Regions from separate parts of the Sus scrofa genome. Here region 1 is linked to region 2. The links are chromatin contacts, called in public HiChIP or PLAC-seq maps. All regions are on one chromosome and are shown on one strand. Each heading gives the region's core, a stretch centred on a gene start, on an enhancer-like site or on the middle of the called end of the contact. The rest is flanking DNA. Distances are from core to core; before and after follow the strand shown.

Region 1 (4,399 bases), core at 962-3,461, 190 kb before region 2:
TCAGGTGTTCTTCTGAAAGCCACGTTACTAGACAGCTCGTAGTCTTTTCAATAGTAATTTCCATCTCTGGACAACTGTTAACCCTCTTAAGGTATCATCTGAAGGTGGACCACACCTGGGAATCAGTACTGTTTTACTTTCCAGGGAGCACAGGCTCCAGGGCAGAGCAGCGGCAGTCCCCGGCTCTCACCCGAACTTCCCCAGGGACGCAGGCTAGGTCTCTGCCACACTCACAGGCCAATCCACGCTCTCGCAGCAGCCTCAACCGGCAGACTTAGCAGCCCTGTCACCAATTGCAACAGGAGGCGGGTGGGACTTCCGCTATCACTTTAGGCTTAACCCCCACCATCTCAGCACAGGCAGAGCAGTCAGGAAGTTCGAATTTCACAAACTTTGGGATCAGGCACAGTTTCAAGCAGAAATAAAGGAAGGACAAACACATTGGAAGGCAGAGTGGCAGCAGTCAGAAAACCAAAACAGCCCCCCCCAAAATTTTTAAAAGAACCACTGTGGAAAAGGAAGCAATCGAAACTCAAGTCAAGGGTCATTGATTTGCATGTAATCTCTGCCATCACTGCTGGGTCCTGAAGCACTCCTTGGCCTGAGTTCAGGGAGGAGCCTTCTGCCAAATGGACAGCAGAGTGCTGGACAGTCGAAGCTCTGATTACCTGAGTGCACAGCCCAAAGTGGCAGACTCTTCACTGTGCAGAGAAATAAATCCTGGAAACTCTGATTCACATTCTCTTCGCCCTGACTTTTAAGCTACTCGTTTCACATCACATACACAGAACCAAAGACTTTTTCACGCAGACTCTCAGTACAGAACTAACAGAATTCCATGTCAAACTTTATGGCTCTTTGAAATCTAATGCACACAAAAACCAATTTCTCGAAAAACTACCATCTTACAGGGAACCTGGACCCAGGCCTGAGTTCTCAAGAAGAGACCAATTCCTCAGGCCTTGCCCAGGTCACTGCCCCCAGCTGAGCCGGAGTGACCGCAGTAGGCAGAACTTCAATCCACCCTCAATGGATGGAGACCCCTTCCTGTTGCCAGCCAGCCCACCTGCTCCCACAAAAAAACCTGTTGCTGTTCAAGTCTTGCGAAATTCGAAAACGAATGTCTCATGAAAGTTGACGTTAGGAGCTTTAAAGAGTGGAGGAATACGCGGGATCTCAGCAAGGGCGGCACTGTGCCCTCCGAGCTTGCAGCTACCGCCTGGGGCAACCCAGGCCCCCAGATCCCGGGCACTCGCAGCCGCCGGCCGGACTCCAGGCCGCGCGTCCATTTTGCAGCAGGTCCGTCAGACAGACCAGGAGGGGAGAGGAACCTGCGGTCCCCGGGGCCCAGACCCCCACCGGGGCCCCGGCCCCAGCCCGGCTCCAACTTCAGCTCCTGGCCCGCAGAGACCCCAGATCCCAACCCCGGCCCAAACGCAGATTCCAGACTCGGACTCGGCCCCGGGCTCCAGACTCAGACCCAGGCCCGGACCCCAGACCACCCGCCCACTCCAGACTCCAGTCCAACTCTGACCGCGGACTCCAGATCCCGGCCCACCCTGACCCTGAATTGAAGCGACCCCGGCCGGCCCGGGCTTCCAACCCTGCCCCTGGCCGGCCCGTCGGCCCCTACCGACCCCGGCCAGCCCGCCCGCCCTCTCAGCGGGCCGCACCTTGACGTGGAAGCGGATGAGCGCCAGGCGGATGCAGTGCGCCATGCAGACGGGTGGCAGGAACCAGACCTTGGGCGGCGGGGTGCCCTTGTTCTGGACATGGCTGACGATCTGCTGCGCCGTCTGGCGCTCGTTGCCCTGCCGCTTGACCCATTCGTGCAGCCGCGCCTTCTCGAGCGCGCCGTTGAAGAAGACGAAGAGCTCGATGTTGCCGCCGAAGCAGGCCTTGGCTAGCGCGGCCAGGTAGCCGAGCATGTGGTTCCACTGGCCGCCGCTCACCCAGTCGGTGTAGAAGCCGCCGTAGAGGCGGTGCAGGCAGTTGTCGGCGTCCACCAGCAGGCGCAGCGGCGTGTGCGGGGGCCGCTGCCGCCCGCCGCCCACCAGGCTGCCCCGGGCCAGCTTCTGCAGCTCCACCGGCACCACGGCGCTCGGGCAGTGCTTCTCGATGTAGTCCTGGAAGCCCTGCACGCCCATGGCGGCGGCGGCGGCGGGCGCGGGGCGGCGGGGCGGCGGGGCCGGGGGCGGCGGGGCCGTGGCGCGAGCCGGGGCCGGGGCCGGGGGCGGGCTCTAGGGGGGGCCGGGCCGGGCCGCGGGCGCGCTCATGGCCGCTGCGGCCGCCATGTGCTGCCGCCTCCCAGGGCCATGGCGGGGAGGGACCTGCGCCGTGCGCCGCTCCAGGCCCAGGCCAGGCGGAGGCGGCCTCGCGCGGGCGGCGGCGGCGGCAGCGGCGGGGCGGGGCGGGGCGGGGCGGCGACGGCTGACGTCCGCGGGCCGGCGGAAGAGGCGGTGCCGCGGGGCGGGGCGGGCAGCCGGAGCCTGAGACCCCTACCCACACGATCCCCGGCCCGCGGGAGGGGCGCCCGGCCCAGGCGGTGCGCGGGGTCTGCGCGAGCTTCCGGGAGGCCTCGGGGCGGCGGCCTCACCTCCTCCGCTTTATGACCCCTAGAGCTGTCACCGGGGAAGCCTCCTCGCATCCCTGGGGTACGGTCACCCCAGACGGTCTTGTCCGCGGAAGCCAGTCGGACAATCCCTTTCCCGGCCCCGCTGCGAACCGCTCACCCCGAGGAGGCCACGTTGTGTCCTCGGGATCCGATCACCCTGAAGAGTTCTCATCCTGAAAGCTGGTCGCCTCGAGGAGGAGGCCCGGCCCGTCGCCGATGGCCATAAGAAAGCCCCATTGTCATCCCCTGCGCCGGTCATTCCAAGGAGGCCCTCTCGCGCCCCCGTGGACTGGTCACCCAGAGAAGGCCCCTTCCCGTCTCCAGGAGTCAGTCACCTGAGGAATCCGCGTCCATCCCCAGGAGCTGGTCACCCCGAGGAGACCTCAGCCTGACCTTGGGGTATCATCCCCTCAAGGAAGCCACATCCAGTCCCTTGAGAGACGGTCACCAGAGGAGGTCTCATCCCTGGGGTGTGGCCACCCCAAGAGTCTCGTCCTGGTCCCAGGGGCAGTCACCCAAAGGTGGGACCGGTGCCCTGGCGGAGGTGGCTGCAGACTGAAGAGTAGGCAGGCAGTAGACGTCGGGGTGCATCTGGGAGGGAGGATGGTGAGCAGAAGCCATTTGTCCCAAATGGAGAAAGGAACTAGACTGTGTGCTGGGTGTAGTCACCAAGTTTTAGAAATGATCTCCTGCTCTCTCAGCTTTAATCGCATTGGTATCTTTAATTAACTTAGAAAATAACTCTCCAGACTTGCAGTTGTTCATAAGGAGTGGAGTCCTAATTCTGAGAAAGTTAGAAAGGTGGCAGATTGACCCCACGACTCGCTGGGATTACTGCTTTTCTGGGAGAAATAGGGCTGCGTTGTAAGCGGAGACCCTCACTGGAGCTCCCTTTTAGGGAGTAGATAGAGTTCCTTAACAGGTAGTTCTGACTCTGACCCCCTCAAAGTGGTTTCACTACCTGAGGCTCCCCTTTATCATTTTCCCACCAGTGACAGGTTTCATGGACCAGACCCTGAAATAGCAGACACTCTATAATGTAGTAGACCAGTGGCCTTAGTGTCAGATAATCACTGAGGAGACTTTAAAAGCAATAGGTCTGTTACAGCCTGCGAAATGCCTCCTTGCTATTTAGTTCCAACTGTGAAATGCCTATTTTCCCTAATTCTTGCTGTCCTGAGGTTGTGTGGTCACTCCTAAGTTTAAAGCCTTGCTCTAGGAGCATCTTCTGGAAGGAGATACTTTCATGACTTCTGTCCCAGAGTTCTGCAGTAATTGCTTTCTTTTTTTTTTTTATTTTTATTTATTTATTTTTTTTTTTTTTTGTCTTTTTAGGGCTCCTCCTGCAGTATGTGGAGCTTCCCAGGCTAGGAGTCAAATTGGAGCTGTAGTTACTGACCACAGCCACAGCCACCCCAGATCCGAGCCGCGTCTGTGACCTACATCACAGCCCATGGCAACACTGGATCCTTAACCTGCTGAGAAAGGCCAGGGATCAAACCTGCGTCCTCAGGGATACTAGTCAGATTCATTTCCGCTGAGCCACAATGGGAACTACAGTACTGGTTTTTTAAATGAGTTTAATACTATAATATGCTTCAATAAGATGTTTAAAAAAAAAGATTAATGTCTCATAAAATGAAGTATTTATAAACTCAGAACTCTTAGGAGTTTGGAAGTAGTGTTTTTACTTACCTCCAATCGTATGTGTTCTTTTTTCTAGAAAAACCTCTGTAAAGGAGCAGCCGCATACAGCAGGTGCAGAGCCGACTGAAGCCTGCACCC
Region 2 (4,525 bases), core at 669-3,168:
CGCCCATAGGTGCCTACCTGCTGGCAGGTACATCTGCCAGGAGAGCATCCGTCTACTGTCCACAGGACCACAGTCTCCCCAGGAGTCTCCTTTTGTCTTACAGCTTCCCAGGGCTGTAAGACAAAAGGTGATGCACCTGGTCCCATGCAGGGCTGCCCCATGCTATCTCCCATCTGCTCATAGCACTTAGGACAGGGCCTGGCATACAGCAGGTGCTCTGTGGTTACTGGATGAATGAATGAATGAATGAGCCTCCAGCTCCAGGCCAATGTCACTTACCACTTTCTGACCTTGAGCACTGCTGCTTACCCCCTGTGATCGTTGGTTTATAAGGAGGGGTTAAATTCATGCCCACATGGCCTTGGTCAAATGCCTGTGCTAAAAGCAGGACCTCCCCCTCACAGATGGGGAAGCTGACTCACAGGGAGGTCAAGCCACCTGCCTAAGGTCACACAGCTTCTAATGGCAGTTCAGGGTCATAGGGTCCTACAGCAGCCAGGAAACAGAGCTCTGACAGAGGCCACTGCACCTCCCCAAGGTGGCTGGAAGGATGGAGGGGGCTGGTTGCTCTCCCTTGAGAGGGGCTGGGGGCGGGTGCAACTAGGAAGAGTGAAAATCAGCCAGGCCTGAGGGCTGCGTCAGGGTCAGGACAGAACATGACGGAACACAGGGGCCTGGACGTACACATACCCTCCGAGGGAGATAACGCCTGTCCCCTCCCCACCAATCTGGCTTCTGGGAAAGGCCCGGGTCCTGGGGAACAAGGGCCGACTGAGCCAAGGGCTGGAGGAACCAACACGCTCTGGCTAGGTTGAGCGGTTGGCTCTGGCACAGGGTGCTGCCCCAAGCAAGGGGGCCCTGCCTCCCGCCTGAAGACACAGAGGCTGCTTCATGAGGCGCGGAGAGGGTACTGGCACAAAGTGGGCCCAACCTGCGGTGATCCTTCTCTGCCTTCCCCTTCCCTCTGCTCCTGTCAGAAGCCTTCACACACCCATTTCCTGGCCGAGAAAGCTCGCAGGCTCAGAGTGAGTTGGGCCCAGACAACTTATTGACCCAGGTTTCTTCTGCGGGGCGGGAGAGGTATTGGTGAGATCCTCACCGGGGCCCCCAGGGTGAGTCTCGCTGGGCAATAACACCCTACCTAACTGGCGCGCCAGGCAGTTAGTGAAGTAGCTGGGGAAAGGATTTTTCCCTCGCTTTAAGGATTAAAAGTGACAAGATCCTGCTGTGTAGCACTGGGAACTATGGTCACTTTGTTGTTGTTGTTGTTTGTCCTTTAAGGGCCACACCCACGGCATATGGATGTTCCCAGGCTAGGGGTCAAATCGGAGCTGTAGCTGCCGGCCTACACCACAGCCACAGCAACACGGGATCAGAGCCGCACCTGCGACCTACACCACAGCTCATGGCAATGCCTTAACCCTCTGAGCGAGGCCAGGGATCCAACCCTCAACTTCATGTTTCCTAGTCGGATTCGCTTCCGCTGCGACAGGAGGGCAATTCCTGCTGGTCACCTATGATGGTTCATGATAATGTCAGAAAAAAGAATGTATACATATATGGGTCACCATGCTGTGCAGTAGAAAATTGACAGAACACTGTAAACCAGCTACAATGTAAAAAAAGAAAAAAAAATCATTATATAAAAACAAAAAGTGACAAGAGCACGGAGGGACGTCCGTTGCCCACCAACAGGCGAAGTAGGGGGCTTCCGAGAGTAGAAACCCAGGCCGGGGTCTCCTGCTCCTGCGCTCCACGGTGAATGGAGGCCCGGAGCCAGGCTACTCTATCGCCGCACCATGGACTCACGCCTCGGTGTCCCGCTGGCCGGGTCTTCAGGCCCCGGCTGGGGGCGGAGTGTGAGCGAGGCTGCACCCGCGGGGCTGGCCGAGGAGGCGGTTCCGGGGCGGGCCGGGGGCGGGCCGGGGGCGGGCTCGCAGCAGAGGGTCCGCGGCTGCAGGAAGCCGCGCGAAGGCCCAGAGTGAGGCTACTCTATCGCCGCACCATGGACTCACGCCTCGAAGATTATGAGCTCAACGGCGACCTGCGTCCGGTCTCGCCCAGCTCCCCAGACGCCTCGGTAAGTACCCCTCACCCCGCGCCGCTTCGCGACCTCGGCCCGCGCCCTCCCACTCTGGGCCCCGCACCCGGGATTCCAGGCACCTAGGGGCGCCAACAGGCTGCTACGCGGCGGCTGCGCTAAGCGTGGCTGTGGCCGCCACGCCGGGTGAGTCCCGCCCCCTACCCACGCGATTGGGGCCCAGCGGTGGTCCTGGGAATCCTGCCGCCCCGGCATGTGAGCAGGGGCGCGGGCGGGTTGGGGGGCTGCGATTCGCAGCCGGGGGCGGGTAGCGCCCACTCTGAACTTCTTAGCCGAAAGGCCTGGGCACCACCTTCCACTGCCTTCCTGCCTTGGCCCCTGACTTCCCGGCTCCCACACTGCCTTCCAATTCTGCATCTCCCGTTCGCCGCGCGCCGGGACTGGGCGGAGAGGATCCCGGCTTCTGGGCCCCTGGCCATCAGTGGGCAGACAGTTACGTCACCCACGGTGTCCACGGTGACTGCACAATCCTGTGCGTGCCCTGATGGAGAACTTGTGGTCGCTGTGGTACCGTCTCCTCTCTCCACCCCCAGATCCTCAGGCTGCCCAGAGCCTGCCCTGCTGGCTGTGGACATGGGGCAGGCCCTGGCAGAGGTCCCATATTAGAGCTAATACTCTCCCGCCCTGGGGTCCTGTCTCACTGCTAGGGCAGCCCCGGAGTATCAGTTCCTGACCGGCTTTGCCTGGGACCAGTGCTTCCCGAAGGCCTCTGTGGCGCAGTTCTGCATACTGCCCTCCGGTAACTTGTTGACTTTGGACATTCTTTCAATTTCTGACCCCCTGGGGATGGGGGCAGGGATGGTGGCCTCTCAGCCAAGTAAGCCAGACTAAGGCAGACAGAGACTGGCACTGCCCAGGTGTAGGTGACCAGTCCTAGATGATGTTGCAGTCACAGGCCACATTTAGGGGGTGAGGGGAGAACCTGTGAGGCAAGGCCCTAGACTGCAGAGTGGGACTCCCCGATGCCCCTGGCCCCCCATCGGTAATCCTTTCCACTCTTCTCCATCCTTGGAGGAGCCTTTCCAGGGCCCCAGCTATCTTGCTAGCTCTTCAGTAACGTCTCACAGCCCCTGGGTTGTCCCTAGGTTGGAGATGAGGAAACTGGGGACTGAGAAGAGCCTCCCCCACCCCAACCTCTGTGGCCTGCCCTGGCTGGTGAGCACTTTGGAGCAGTGGGCTGTGTGCCCTTGGGGAGGCTGCTTCACCTCTCTGTTCTGTCTCCTACCCATGATCTGAAAAGGGAGAACAAATGACCCCTGCCTACATTTGGGGAAGTGGGAAGAGCACATCAGGTAACACATGGCTGGGATGCTGGTTTGAAAGGGAAGGATTCAGCTCACCTCCCAGCCTTTGGCTGCACTTTCACTCCAAGCCTCATCTGCTCATCTTGGCCTTGGCAAGCAGGATGGGTGTGCTCAGGAATCACTGCATTGGCTTTGGGACCAGCTGCAGGCAATGCCACCGTGTACTGCTCAGACTTGGTCTGAGAGCCGAGACCAGCTCAGATAGGGAAGCCAGAGCCAAAGTGACAGACTCCCAGGGGCTGGTCGTAATGGCAGGTGGGAGTGGGGTCAGGAAGGCTTACCCATCAGGAGAGACATTGGTGCTGAGCCCTGGAGGACTGGAATGGGGTGGAGGTATGGCCCCCATCCCATGATGTGTGGCAGGGAGTCCCAGGCAGGGGTGTCCCTGGGGGGCTGGACCACCAAGCACATGGGAGCTGGTGAAGAGGTAATATGGGAGGTCAGACCTTACGGGCTTCAGAGGCTTACATGAATGGGATACATTCTTCCAGGGGGTCTCTAATCACAGACAGGGAAGCTCTGGCGGCGGGGGGGGGGGGGGGTGTCAGTCCTAAAGGTCACTCTGCTCACCCTGCCTGGGGCCCAGGCCCACCCGACATTGCTTTCCATCCTCTGCCTTCCCCCCTCCTCTCCCTCCCCACCCTCAGGACCTGTCTCAGTGTGTTCTTGGGCACATCACTCTGTGCCTCAGTTTCTTATCTGTGAAATGGTGTGAGAGTGGTGCCTCCTGCAGAGGCTTGTGGTGAGTACTAAATGGGCTAATGTGGGTGAGGTGCTGGAGACCAGACACACAGTGTTCTTAACCTTCTCGCCTGCCACACGAGACCCTCTCCCAAAGATGATACTCTGCAAGCACCTTCCTCCAGGCAGAACCCCCTCCCCCGCCCTGTGAACTAGTGTGGCTTCCCCCTGCATGTTACCTGGCTTCTTAGAAGAAAGACTTGCTGGGAAATGGGGCAAACTCCAGGATCTTCAGACAGATCCCCACTTGAGCACAAGCCCCCAACAGCAGGGCATGTGGGCTGGGTCCCTGCTGTGTCCTCTGCATGCCTCTGGCCACAGGAGGACTGACAGGGAGGCCCAGGCCCCCATCAGTCTCGAGATGCCCTGCCTTGTGGCC

Evidence for each region. HiChIP or PLAC-seq counts read pairs in DNA pulled down with a chosen protein or histone mark.
Region 1: an H3K27ac HiChIP or PLAC-seq map of alveolar macrophages shows a contact between it and region 2. The contact joins the promoter of FAM120A here to the promoter of NINJ1 in region 2. A contact is called at or near these places in 2 of 5 promoter capture datasets (fetal liver and liver), 1 of 47 Hi-C or Micro-C datasets (liver) and 2 of 2 datasets of contacts at active chromatin or transcription factors (alveolar macrophages and skeletal muscle).

What each region holds. Positions count from the first base shown.
Region 1 is chr3:42,859,406-42,863,804 of Sscrofa11.1, reverse strand. It overlaps FAM120A (constitutive coactivator of PPAR-gamma-like protein 1), which reads right to left and starts at 2,211. Exons shown (of 19, transcript XM_021088177.1): 1 at 1,674-2,211. The coding sequence starts at 2,147. LOC102158199 (a long non-coding RNA gene) reads left to right here and starts at 2,444. Exons shown (of 2, transcript XR_302257.2): 1 at 2,444-3,135; 2 at 4,338-4,399.
Region 2 is chr3:42,670,223-42,674,747 of Sscrofa11.1, reverse strand. NINJ1 (ninjurin-1) reads left to right here and starts at 1,918. Exons shown (of 4, transcript XM_021088145.1): 1 at 1,918-2,080. The coding sequence starts at 2,006.